3 separate regions of the Mus musculus genome follow, and regions 1 and 3 are each linked to region 2. Evidence: chromatin contacts called from public Hi-C data. All regions are on one chromosome and are shown on one strand. Each heading gives the region's core, a stretch centred on a gene start, on an enhancer-like site or on the middle of the called end of the contact. The rest is flanking DNA. Distances are from core to core; before and after follow the strand shown. Region 1 has its middle 130 kb from the start of 5031426D15Rik. Region 2 overlaps 5031426D15Rik (RIKEN cDNA 5031426D15 gene). Region 3 has its middle 170 kb from the start of 5031426D15Rik.

Region 1 (4,298 bases), core at 665-3,164, 130 kb before region 2:
AAGTTACTAATTAAATAGTTGGTTTAGTGTGTTGTTTAGAAAAATGACAAGAAATACTATACTCTCAGCAAGATGCAATTTTAAAAATAATTTTGATCTCTGTGTGCTTTGAATAAAAATGACTCAGAGGCTTAAATATTTGAATGCTTACTCACTAGGGAGTCGAACTCTTTGAAAGGATTAGAAGGCTTAAGAGGTGTGGCCATTTTGGAGGAAGTGTGCCACTGCCATTGGGCCTGAGATTTCAAAAGTTGCCAAGCCCAGTCTCTCCCTTTCTCTCCCTCTCTCTTCCTCTTCTTCTCCTTTTCCCTCTCCCTCCCTCCTTCCATCTCAACTCTCTTTCTCCCTCACTCCCTCTCTCTATATTCTTTCTCTCTCCCTCACTCCTTCTCCCCCCTCTCTCTCTGCCTGTGGATCCCAACTATTAACTATGTCTCCAGTTTTGCCTATGTGCCACCATCCTCCCAACCATGATGACAATTGACTAAACCTCTGAGCCCGTAAGCCCACAATTAAATGCTTTCTTTTGCAAGAGTTGTCTTGGTCATAGTGTTTCTTCATAGAATTAACAGAGTGATGAGACATTTGATTCATTCTATACAAACATAATTTATAGATATGGAGGGCCGGTGGTGCATTTTTTTAAAATCCATAATCATTTTATAAAGTTTTGGCTTAAATATCTATATTCCTTGCCAGAAATTTCTTATAAAAACCAACACACAAACAAACAAAACCTACCATATCAGATTTATATTTAAAATCAGCTTTGGGATAAAAGATGAAAGGAATTCTTCTGGGTAAAAACTTTTAAAATAGTCTTGGGTTGCCGAGCATCAAACCAAACCAGCATCTCATGAACTAAAAAGCCACACAGAGACGCTTGGGGGACTGCGGTCCAGTGACCCTGGCACAGATAAAGCTATGATTCTCAGCCCCTGTACTGGGTGATGCCTATGTTCTAACAAGGTCCCTCAGTGTTTCCAGCTATTGAGTCAGCTTGGGGCTCTTTCAGACAGCAGTCATGGCCAGCCCTTTTCACAGCACTTGTGTTTTCTGGAGCCCAACAGAAGGAAGGTGTAACCTGTTGCCCCTGTCCTTACTGTTTTTCTTCCCACCACTACCATTTCTTCAGTCTCTTTTCTTGTTTCCTCCTTTTCCTGTCTTGACATCAGCGTGGAAATATTCTTTAACTCTAACCAACTGAACACCAAGATACAGCCGTTGTATCTTGTTGAGTTTTATAAGATTCCTTTTGTTAAAATGCCTGGGTGGTGTTCAGCAATGGGAGTCTCGCCACTCAGATTCATAAAGGCAATTGAAAAGGTTTCCAAAGAGCAATATAAATCATGGGCTATTAAATACTATGGTTTTTAAAAAATCAGGAGGATATTGTGGGATTACAGTAATAATACAAACAGTATTTATTATGGATCGTTGGATTTGAGTTACAATATAATCATAGCTATTTTATTGAAATAGTTTTCTTCAGTGCTGGTCTATTTACTGAATTTTTTTTTTTAAAAAAATGAAACAGTTCATATAGTCGCCTTACAATGAAGTAAAGATCGACTCCTCATTTCCTGTTATTCTTCCTTACTTGCTTAAAGAATATATATATATATATAAATTTAATAGCTTACAATTCAGTGCTTACTTTTCTTTTTAAGTCCTTCCCACTCCTTATGCCCTGTGGGAAAGACTGAGGAAATAAAATAAAAGAGCTGTAGAAGCGAAGTCAGTCGAAAGTGAGCCCTCTCTGCTCCAATGGCCTCGGTGCTTTTCTGTATTATTCTTTGACACAGAGGGAATTCGCATAAAGAAAATAAGAGATTTATAATTCCCGTAATTTGCCTGGAAGCACACAGCTTCATACTTCCTGTGTGTTACTGCTTTCTGGTTGCCTAGCTGCGCAACACAAATATATTGCAAAACTTTTTTTTTTTTCAGCACAATTACACACATGTGTCAATGAATCTACTTCCCTAACTTCTTACAGAATGTGTTAAAAACAATAGATGTCAGCATGTCAGATTCCAAATTCCTCATTAAATCCCCCTTGGTTAACACAACATTTTGCTAAACACTAGGCTGAGAGAAAGATATGTAAAATATTCAAAAACTGGTAGGAATGAACAGTTATAGTATACTAGGGTTTTTTTTTCTTATTATTTTTTTCCTGAAAGCTTTAGAACAAAGAAAGGAATGTTCTTACATTCTGAAATGAGTTAAATTCCCAATTGTAAATTTCAAGTATGTTAGCATTGGTCCATAACAAATGGCCTAGTGTTTACTTCAGATGACATAATGGGTACCCTGAGAAACTTGAGTGTGATCCCAGATTCCCCATGTTTACCTCTTTGGGGTTATAAAGAGTAGCAGTGGTATTTCTGTACCAGAGATTGGGGGAAATTCTGTCTCTCTACATGAAACTGACTGATGTTGTCAGCTGCTGTGTGCCAGCTCCCGACACAGTCTGTTGGCCTGAAGAGCTGATTCAATAAATTCTAAAGGAAGGTGTTGAAACTAAGGCTGAGAATACAGGCTGGGGGCGGGGAGGGAGGTTTGTGTGTGTAGAACTTGCCACACAATCTTAAGAATCCGAGTTTAGATTCCCAGAATCAATGGTAGTGTTACACATCAGTAATCCAGCCCTCCTACAGTGAGATAGACAGAATTCCCAGAAGCTCGGGAGTCAGTTAGCCTGATGATGTGGGCAACAATCAAGGTAGAAAGCAAACATGGAGAGCTGGGGTTGACCTCTAACCTCCATTACAGTCTGCGGCATGTGGGCTCTGGCATGCAAACACATGTGAACATACATCACATGTACTTATATGCATATACAGAGGACAGAGATAGACAGACAGACGAGAGAGAGAGAGAGAGAGAGAGAGAGAGAGAGAGAGAGAGAGAGAGAAAAGTAAAGAAGTCTGAGGCTGTGCTCAAATCTCAGTATCCACTGAACTTGCTGTGCTCACAGCATATGTACGCGACAACTCGTCCTCCCGCCATGCATGGGAAGAGCCCACAGACTCATACGGTACACTGGGAATCCCTGGCAGAGCATGGAAAGCTGAACGCTACCTGAATCATCCGCCTCCTGCTATCGGTCTCCGAAGGGACACATAGTACTTAGCACATACTAGGTTTTAATAAATATGCATTAGGTGAGCAAAGACATGGAGAGCTTGCACAAATAGGTTCAGCTCAGGAATTCTAGAGCTACTCACAGATCTGAGTTTCCCTAGAGCCTTTCTTAAGATCCCATTGATAGCAGCAATAGCACAGGAATCATTCTCAAAAGCCAGAAAGGAGCCCAGTTCTGAGTTTCATATGAGGCCACAATAACGTCTCTCACTGACCCTGAACCTCACTAATTTGGTTAGACTGCCTAGCGACTAACTCCCAAGGATTCACCTGTTGCTCCCCTCCTCCCTACCCCAACCTCCACCCCATTCAGCTTCCTACTCCCAAAACTGAGGTCACAGATGTGTGCCACAGCTATGAGTGGCTTTTTAAATGTGGATGCTAAGGTCTGAACTTTACTGCCTGGGCTCTCTCGGCAGCTTCAAGAGCCTCAGCTAGTTACCAAGTACAGTTCTGATAACTAAACAGTGGAGAACGTGACCCTGTCTGTATGAGGATTCGGTCCACCGGAGCATCAGTGGTCCATCCCTTGGCAGCATAAACAATAGACAAGGTCAAGGGTCGACTGTTTTCAAGAACTTCTTGCTAAGGCTCAGAAGAGTTGCCTATCATGTCTCAATGCTTCATTTCAAGTGGAACTATTTAAATATACAACCTCTGAAAACAGACTTTCATCTGTTGAAATCAGAGAGGAGAGAAGATTTTAAAAAAACTCTAAGAACAGTAAAATATGAAATGTGTTAGTTATTAAAAATAGCTTTCTCAAAATATCAAAGAATTGTAGTAGGGTCTTGTATTGAAGTTCTCCGTGTCATCTGTATGAGCTAGCAGTATTTGAAATTTTTTACTCTTATGTACACAAAAGCGCTCTCTCTCTCTGTCTCTCTGTCTCTCTTTCTCTCTCTCTCTCTCCCTCTCTCTCTCCCTCCCTCTTTCTCTTTCTCTCTCTCTCTCTCTCTCTCTCTCTCTCTCTCTCTCTCTCTCTCCCTCTCTCTCTCTCTTTCTCTCTCTCTCTCTGTGTCTTTAAGTAAGTTTTGTGAAAAATAAGTTTAGCACAAGGAAACTGTAAACTTACTCATGAATTTGCAGATCTCCTGATCATCCATGGAGGTCAGAGGACAACTTTCAGAAGTGGTCCTCTCTTCCCA
Region 2 (3,725 bases), core at 352-2,851:
AATGTATCCATTTAACAAATAACAAACACTGACGATTGTATTCTTTTAAGTTTGAATGTTTTCTACAATTTGGGAGGTGGGTATATAGTTTAGTCAGTATAGTGATGCCCATTCAGACATGAGAGCCTAATCTGAAGCCCTGGCACCCATATTAAAAAAAAAAAAAAAAAAAAAAAAAAAAAAAAAACTAGCCACACGAGAATGCTTCTGTAATCCTATAACTGGAAAGCCAGAGAGACATGGGAGCCTGGAGCTCGTAGCCAGCTGTCTAAGAGACCATGTCTTAAACACTAAGGCAATGAATCATCAAGGAAGATACCCATGCCCTCTGGCCTCGACGTGCTAAAGATTTTATGTATATGAGTATACCATTGCTCTCTTCAGACACACCAGAAGAGGGCATCAGATCCCATTACAGATGATTTTGAGCCACCATGTGGTTGCTGGGAATTGAACTCAGGACCCCTGGAAGAGCAGTCAGTGCTCTTAAGCACCAAGCCATCTCTCTAGCCTCCTGCATTTGTTTTTAAAAATCTCCTTTTCTTCTGTTAGTTTTTTGTTTTTTTTTATTTTGTTTGTTTGTTTGGTTGGTTGGTTGTTTTGTTTTGTTTTGTTGCAATGCATGTATAGAAGAAAACAAAAAGCCCATGGAAGAGCTTGTGGTTCTCCCTTCCCTTTCTAGTGCGCAGGCCTCGTGGAGTCATGTGACTGACGTTTCCAGGGAAACAAGTCAAGATGGGGTACTGGGCACAAGTCCCATGTGTCCTTCCCTTCTCTGTTTTTCTAGAGTCTTTAATAAGGCTCTGAAGAGCTTTTAGAATCACCACTTGTTACAGGATAAATCACGATTTTGCCTTAAGAGGCTTTTATGCTTGACACAGCAGATAAAAAAGCATAACAGGAAATAACTTTTCAATAGCTGGCATGAGGAGATGAGAGAAAAAAATTAGGAGAAAATCATCTATCATCTCTTCCAAGTTCCCCGAAGGTCACTCACACCTTCCATGAGTGCCGGAATGGTTCCTGTTTCCTTCCGAGGCCATCTGTTGTCGATTTGCCTCCAGTCGTATTTAAACCCGAGGTAAAATAAACCAACTTGGTGAACCAAACAGATGAACTTTCCCTCTTTCCCTCTTTACGAGCAAATGCTGCGCTAATCAGTACTGACAAGAAAGGCCATAGACTGGGGAGATATCTCAGTGGGAAAGGGTTTCCTGTACAAGTCTGAACCCTGAGTTCAATCCCAAGACCCCGCCCCCTTTTCTTAAAAAAACCTTTTATGGGGTTGTACACTTAATCTCAGCGCTGGGGAAGCAGATAGACTGATCCACGAGACTTGCTGAATACCCCTCCTGGCCTATTCGGTGAGTTTCATGAATGACCCTGCTTAAAAACAAACAAACAAACAAACAAATAAAAAATTTGAAAAAGACTGGAGGTTGGACGGATAATGTCTCAGCAATTAAGAGCTCCGGCTACACTTTCAAGAGACCCAGGTCTCTAGAGAATGTCTAGAGTCCTTTTCTGACACTCCCATCCCTCGCCCTAACTGTTGTGTTAAGAGCAAATTTGGTAATGTCTATAAAAAGCGTTTTTATGTTGATCAAAATCTAGCATAAAAGAAATTGAAGCTATTTAGCCTGATGTTATCAGTGGCTAACAGGGTAGAGTGACCACTTCTGGAGGGTGATTTAATACTTTAAACCTTTAAAATGTCACTTAGGGCCCTGGAAAAGGTAATTTACCAAATGATACTTTTGTAACTTAAAAGAATTTAATGGCCACCTAAAGTGAGCAAATCATAGCCCTTGTTGTTTTGGGGTCAGGCCCATGGGAGGCCATGGTCTTTCAAACAGATGTGATTTTATGTCCTTTCAGAAAACAAGAAAAAAAAAAAAAAAAACTTGAGACTTCAAGAAAGCCTGGTACTTCTGATTTGTCTGGTGTGCATTTTTCTAACACATCTAAATAAAAAATAAAATAGTTCTTTAACTATTTTATCTGAATGTGACACTCTTTTCCATTGCTACTTTTGAAACAACACAATCATAAAATCTTCTAGGCAAAAGCAAGGTAGCACTTCAGATCACACAGTAATAATAGTAACCGTATATGTAGAAATGGGTTCTCACCCGCTACTTCATGGAATCAACTGAGATTTCAAAATAAGCAGACACTTTTTTCCTGGTCAGTGCAAAGAATTCAGCTGAACATGAAAAACAAAATAAAGCAACAACAACAACAAAACCTCTCTTACCTGGTGGTACAGGTATGGGTTAACGAGGAAAGCTTTGAATTTATTATCACTGATAATAAAACATCATATTTAAATATTCTATTAAATCTACCCAATACAATTCTTGGAATCTAGGGGGAAAAAAAAAACTAGAAGAGCATCTTACCTTTCTATCAACATTAATTATACATGTATAAGGGCAATTTTGAATCATATCCAAATAGACATAATGCAATGAATCTAGCCCTTCTTTCTTGAAGAACACATGGTACAGTTTGCTTAGCACAAATTTAATTATTTAGTATCCTATTGGTTTTCTGTTAACTCTATGTCTGAGTTTCTCCAAGTTAGTGAAAAACTCTTTAAAACCTTCAGGCCATACTTGGAGTTGTTTTTGAGCTAGACAGAATATCACTGCAGACACCCGGAGCAGCTGGGTGGCCTGTGAGCGCTGGACCTGAAGTTGATAGATACACCGAGTCCTAAACTTGAGCAGAGGATAAAATCTCCTGGGAAAGAAAAATAAGGCAGGAGCTGGAGCAGATGAGAAGAGTTTCCTGCCCACCACACATGTCTGACCTTGAGAAAAAGAGGGTATTTTAGGGGTTAAAACACAATTTGGAGTCTATCACCAGAACTTCCGCAGCAAGATATGGAATAGGGCTGATCATTTACATTTCCTATTCGCTCCCAGGTGTAGTGGTTGATCTTGTGGGCTTGGCAGGATCTAGAATCACTCAGGAGATGAAAATGACCAGGACTGCTGAGATGCAGAGACCTATCTAAAGTAGGGCCCGGGCATGAGTCAAAGGAAAGCGAGCTCCGCGGTGTTCGATGTTCTCTACTTCCTGGTTGTGGGTGTAATAGGATCAGCTTCCTCAAGCCCCTGCCAGCAGCACTTCCCAGCCATGATGGATTTATGCTCTCAATCTGAAGGGTCACCCTTTCTTACCTAAGTGGCTTTTGTCAGAGTATGTTCTCAGCAAGAGACAAGTCACCACGCCACTAGGTGGTATTGATGCCCTTGGTCCTCAGAGGACACTTAGAGAATCGTTGCATTAGGTTTGTGTTCTGTCTCCTCTGTGCTTTGTTTGCTAATATAAGAGATCTCTACTCAGTTTAAAACTTTTAAATTGAGATTTAAGGATCGAAGCCATTATTCACAGAAACAAACATAGAAAGTCGCTTAACGCTAAACTCGCAAGTTAAAAGACCTAAAAGAGATCAAGCTGAGCTCCAAATACATTAGGCCATGAATGAATAAGCCGAACTGATTAATGATAATAATAATAATAATTTTCTAAATGAGGCTGTACCCCACATCATTAGCACAGTTATTACCCAACATATGAATGAATCATATCGCAGTTTATTTGGGACTTTTTTTTTTAATGTGGAATTTTTTTTTTTTTTTTTTGCTGTCGATGGTGAAAAGCAATGCCAACAAATGTCTCTCTACCCAGAATTCACTCAAAGATTGTTCTATGGC
Region 3 (3,746 bases), core at 411-2,910, 180 kb before region 2:
AATTTACATGTCTAACTATTGCATGTTACATGTTTGAGATTAAATGCAATCTCAAGCTTACAGTTTGAAAGTGTTACCATTTGAGAATAAAATGTCCTTCCAAGGGTTCATGTGTGTAAACACCTGGTCCCCATACGTTGGCTCTGGCTTAGGAGCCTTTAGGAGGTGAGACCTGGCTAGTAGAGGCCCTTCACTGAGAGCGGGCCTTTGAAGCTGTAGTCAAGCCTGCTCTGGTTTTCCTCTCTGCTTCCTGATGTGTAAAAAGCTGTGCTACAATGTCCTGCCACAGCAGACAGGGACGTTCCCAGCCACTGTACCTTGTCCACCATGAGGAATGGTGTCCCCTCCTCCTTACAGTTACTAGTAAAACGGTGGATGCATACAGCGACAGTGAGTCTGCGTGGCATTGCTTTCTCCAGTTGTTCAGGGATGTGCTCTCAGGTGAATCAATTTCTAAGTTAAGACTTGGAGCATAAGAAGGGAGACTCAGGGAAGGGGCTGCTTCAAAGACCCTGCCATAGGAATGACCCTCTAACGTCTGCAAGATAGAAAGGAGATGCCCATGACCTCAGAGATTGGAGGGAGGAAGCAGGGAGCTATGGAATTCCAGATAGACAAGGGTCAGGATGGGGGGCCTTCTAGGCCATGATGAACTTTATCCTAAAATTATGAGTTTATTCTAAGAAGCACGTCACAGCTGGAGGGTCAAAGAATAACTATAAGAAAGAACAGTTCACAACTGGGCGAAGGATGGTTCTCTGTGTCCCCTTAGCTCTGTGATCAACTGCCATCTGGCTCGTGCTGTCTTTGCTCTTCTGATAATGATCCAGCAAAGGTCAACATGTCCATGGTGAGCTTGGGTCTTCTGTACTCTGTTTTTCCTCAGTGTCGATCAGCCCAGCTGCCTACACTTCTTCTGTGGGTATGCTTTTTCCTTGAGTTCCATATTATTGCCAGTTCAAAGCTCTCTCTTCAGTCTCCTTCATAGGCTTCTCTTTGCTTTCCGTGGTAAGTGCTCTGCAGTAAAATGTTTTTAACCTTCATTTCTTTTTACTTCACATGCAACAAGACCAGGCAAATTACTTCTACACTATAGTACTTCCATATGCTAATGATATGCTAATGATGCTCATCCTGCAGGTTCATCCCAGGTCTCCATCCTAAGCTCTGTGTATATGGCTGTCCCATCTGCCACCTTTACAAAGATGTCTCTGGGTACTACAAATTCAGCAACTGCCAGACTGAGTCCATAAGCATCACTCCAAAGCTGGCCTCTCAGCCTGTGCTCCCTGACTTAAGAAGTGTACCGTATATAGTATGTTGATCAAGCTAGGAACCTAGATCTCACACCTGCCTCTCTCGCTCACTCTGCATTATTCAGGATCTTTCTACCTTCCCAAGTCGTTTTTGCTCAACTGCCTTTCCTCTCTTCCCGACACAACTGCATCAAGATCTTCCCTCACCCCTTACAGGTGACAGTGGCACACTCTTTAACTTGTTTTCTTACCCCAGACCCACTTCTTTGCTGTCCGTGTCTCATCTTACAACTAGGACAATTATTTCTAACATGCTAAACTTTGTTTTCTCCCTGCTTACATTCCTCAGTGGTTAGTTATCGGCCCTAGCCCTCAAAGTGCCAAACATGATCTTGTAGTCCTCCATGATCTGGTTCCGCCTGCCTCTGTTTCGAAACTGATTTCTCGTACCTCTCTGTAATCATACATTCAACCCTAAGGAACTAAAAAACCATTTGATGCTTCCTGCCAGGACTATGTCTCCTTTTTCTCAGAGCTCTTTGCTTATAAGGCATTGGGATCACACATCATTCCTACTTGACAGGTCTATGGCTTTGTTTCCTGTTTAAATTCTACAAAAAACAAGACAAAAGCCTGCCTCATGCAGCTGGTTCAGAGGTTAAGAGTTCTTGCTGCTTTTAAGAGAACCAGAGTTGGATTCTAGCACCCAGGTAGCTTGTGACCACCTGTAACTCCAACACCAGGAAGTTAAAGTCTTTTTCTTACTTCCACACACAGAGGTACACTTTCATATACATAATTAAAAATAAAATAAATCTATTTTTAAAGAAGAATGACTTCCGATAGCACAAGTAGATTCAAGATGGGTGAATTCCACTAATCACTTTCAGAAGGACAACGGAACTACAGATGAATTCAACTGGCCAGAGAGCTGGGGTATTAGTTCCTTGTTTCATTGCCCTGGCAAAATACCTGGCAAGAAGCAATTTAGTAGTGAAAGATATATCAGAGGTCAAGGGAATTCAGTCCATCCTGGCATGCAAAGTACAGAGTGAAAGGCAGCTGGTCACACCATGCCCAGTCAGGAAGCGGAGAACGAGCAGGAAGTAGGGCCAGTTATCAAACCTCATAGTGTGTCACCCATAGTGGCCCAGCTCTACCAGCAAGGCATCGATCGCCTCCTAAACATCCCACAACGCTCCAAAGCACTGCCATCTACCGGAAACCACATGTTCTGAGACATGAGCCTTTGGGGAATAGTTCATATTTAAAACCTAATAGTGAACAAGGAATGTGAGGCCAAGTTCCACTTTCATAGTCTAAGGCAGAATGATGTGATGGCAGATGCCATGATCCTATGGAGGGAAACAATCATCCTAGAGGAACCACATAGGCAAGAGTATAAGGCAATCAGCGCTTTACCCCTTCTGTATCCAAGCAGACACACAGATGAACAGCTGTCTCAAGCACTGGGTAACCCTCCTGCCCACAGATCTTAGTAAACTGTAAGTTCCCAGAGCCTAGCCTAGGAAAAGGAGCAGAGACATGTGTTGTTAGACTTAAGGGAAAATTCTGTGAGACTCTTTGGTGATAGGAGTATAAAGTTATTGAAGTTAAAAGAAAAGGAGTTTTGCACCTGTGAGTTGTGAGCCTCATTTTTATAGCACCCCCACCCCCAAAAAATCATTCCATTTTCTCTAATGAAACTATAAATGCTTTATGGTAATATGTTGCTAGCAGAAGGCTAGTCACAGGTAAACAGTGGAGCAAAAAGGGAAGCCAGCGAGAGGGGTTAGTCAGTATGGTGCTTGCTGCAAATGAGTGACAATCTGAGTTAGTTCCGAGGACCTACATTGTACAAAGGAAAACTGAACATGGTATTGTTTTTCTCTCATCTCAGCACTGAGGACCTAGAGATAGGAGTATCCGGAGTTACCTGCGCAAGCCTATCCAAATCAGTGAGTTTCAGACCCAGCGAGAGGCTGCCTTCGAAAATATAGTAGACAGTGAATGAGGAGGGCACCAAACATGAACCTCTGTATGCACACACAGGTACACACATGTATATACACACATATGTATACACACAAGCACACACACATGTACACACACACAGAGAGATCAGACATACACTAAGTACTTGTTACAATGTATCTGTAAAGAGCCCAGTAGGTAGTGTGCATTTAACCATGAGCCTTCTTCATTCATTCTTGTTCGTGTGTGCATGTGAGTGTGTCTGCATATGTATATGTGAGTATATAGGATGCATATGGAGGTCAAAGGATACCCTGCCAATGTCAGTTGTTTCCTTCCACCACGGGTGCTGTTGGGACTGCAGCAAGCTTGCCAGGCTCTGTGGCAAGCACCTTTCAGTGCTGAGCCATCAGAACAGCCCACCATTCACATCACCTGTGCTCCCCTCAATCCGAATCTTACACTCACACAGCGGAACACCATTCACTTAACTCTTGCCAATGTAGAATATAGCAA

The links. A called contact is a pair of places that touch in the nucleus more often than the background predicts.
Region 1: a Hi-C map of uterus shows a contact between it and region 2, with 2.6 times the contacts expected there. The contact joins two enhancer-like sites. A contact is called at or near these places in 1 of 39 promoter capture datasets (hippocampal neurons), 4 of 484 Hi-C or Micro-C datasets (cerebral cortex, cortical neurons, forebrain and 1 more) and 1 of 9 other capture datasets (embryonic stem cells).
Region 3: a contact with region 2 is called in a Hi-C map of uterus, with 2.6 times the contacts expected there. The contact joins two enhancer-like sites. A contact is called at or near these places in 7 of 39 promoter capture datasets (the HPC-7 cell line, embryonic stem cells, hippocampal neurons and 2 more), 3 of 484 Hi-C or Micro-C datasets (the HPC-7 cell line, myocytes and uterus) and 1 of 115 datasets of contacts at active chromatin or transcription factors (fibro-adipogenic progenitors).

What each region holds. Positions count from the first base shown.
Region 1 is chr2:7,054,272-7,058,569 of GRCm38.p6, reverse strand. It overlaps a transcript of Celf2 not described here. Among named protein-coding and RNA genes, the nearest start is that of 5031426D15Rik, 130 kb to the right of the region's middle. Within about 2 kb of position 1,914, at least 42 of the 459 cell types and tissues checked have an H3K27ac peak or open chromatin away from gene starts, as enhancers often do. A contact at or near this core is called in uterus, where this site is marked.
Region 2 is chr2:6,921,352-6,925,076 of GRCm38.p6, reverse strand. 5031426D15Rik (RIKEN cDNA 5031426D15 gene) reads left to right here. Exons shown (of 1, transcript NR_027890.1): 1 at 1-2,375. It also overlaps a transcript of Celf2 not described here. Among named protein-coding and RNA genes, the nearest start is that of 5031426D15Rik, 5.5 kb to the left of the region's middle. Within about 2 kb of position 1,601, at least 7 of the 459 cell types and tissues checked have an H3K27ac peak or open chromatin away from gene starts, as enhancers often do. A contact at or near this core is called in uterus, where this site is marked.
Region 3 is chr2:7,099,500-7,103,245 of GRCm38.p6, reverse strand. It overlaps a transcript of Celf2 not described here. Among named protein-coding and RNA genes, the nearest start is that of 5031426D15Rik, 170 kb to the right of the region's middle. Within about 2 kb of position 1,660, at least 3 of the 459 cell types and tissues checked have an H3K27ac peak or open chromatin away from gene starts, as enhancers often do. A contact at or near this core is called in uterus, where this site is marked.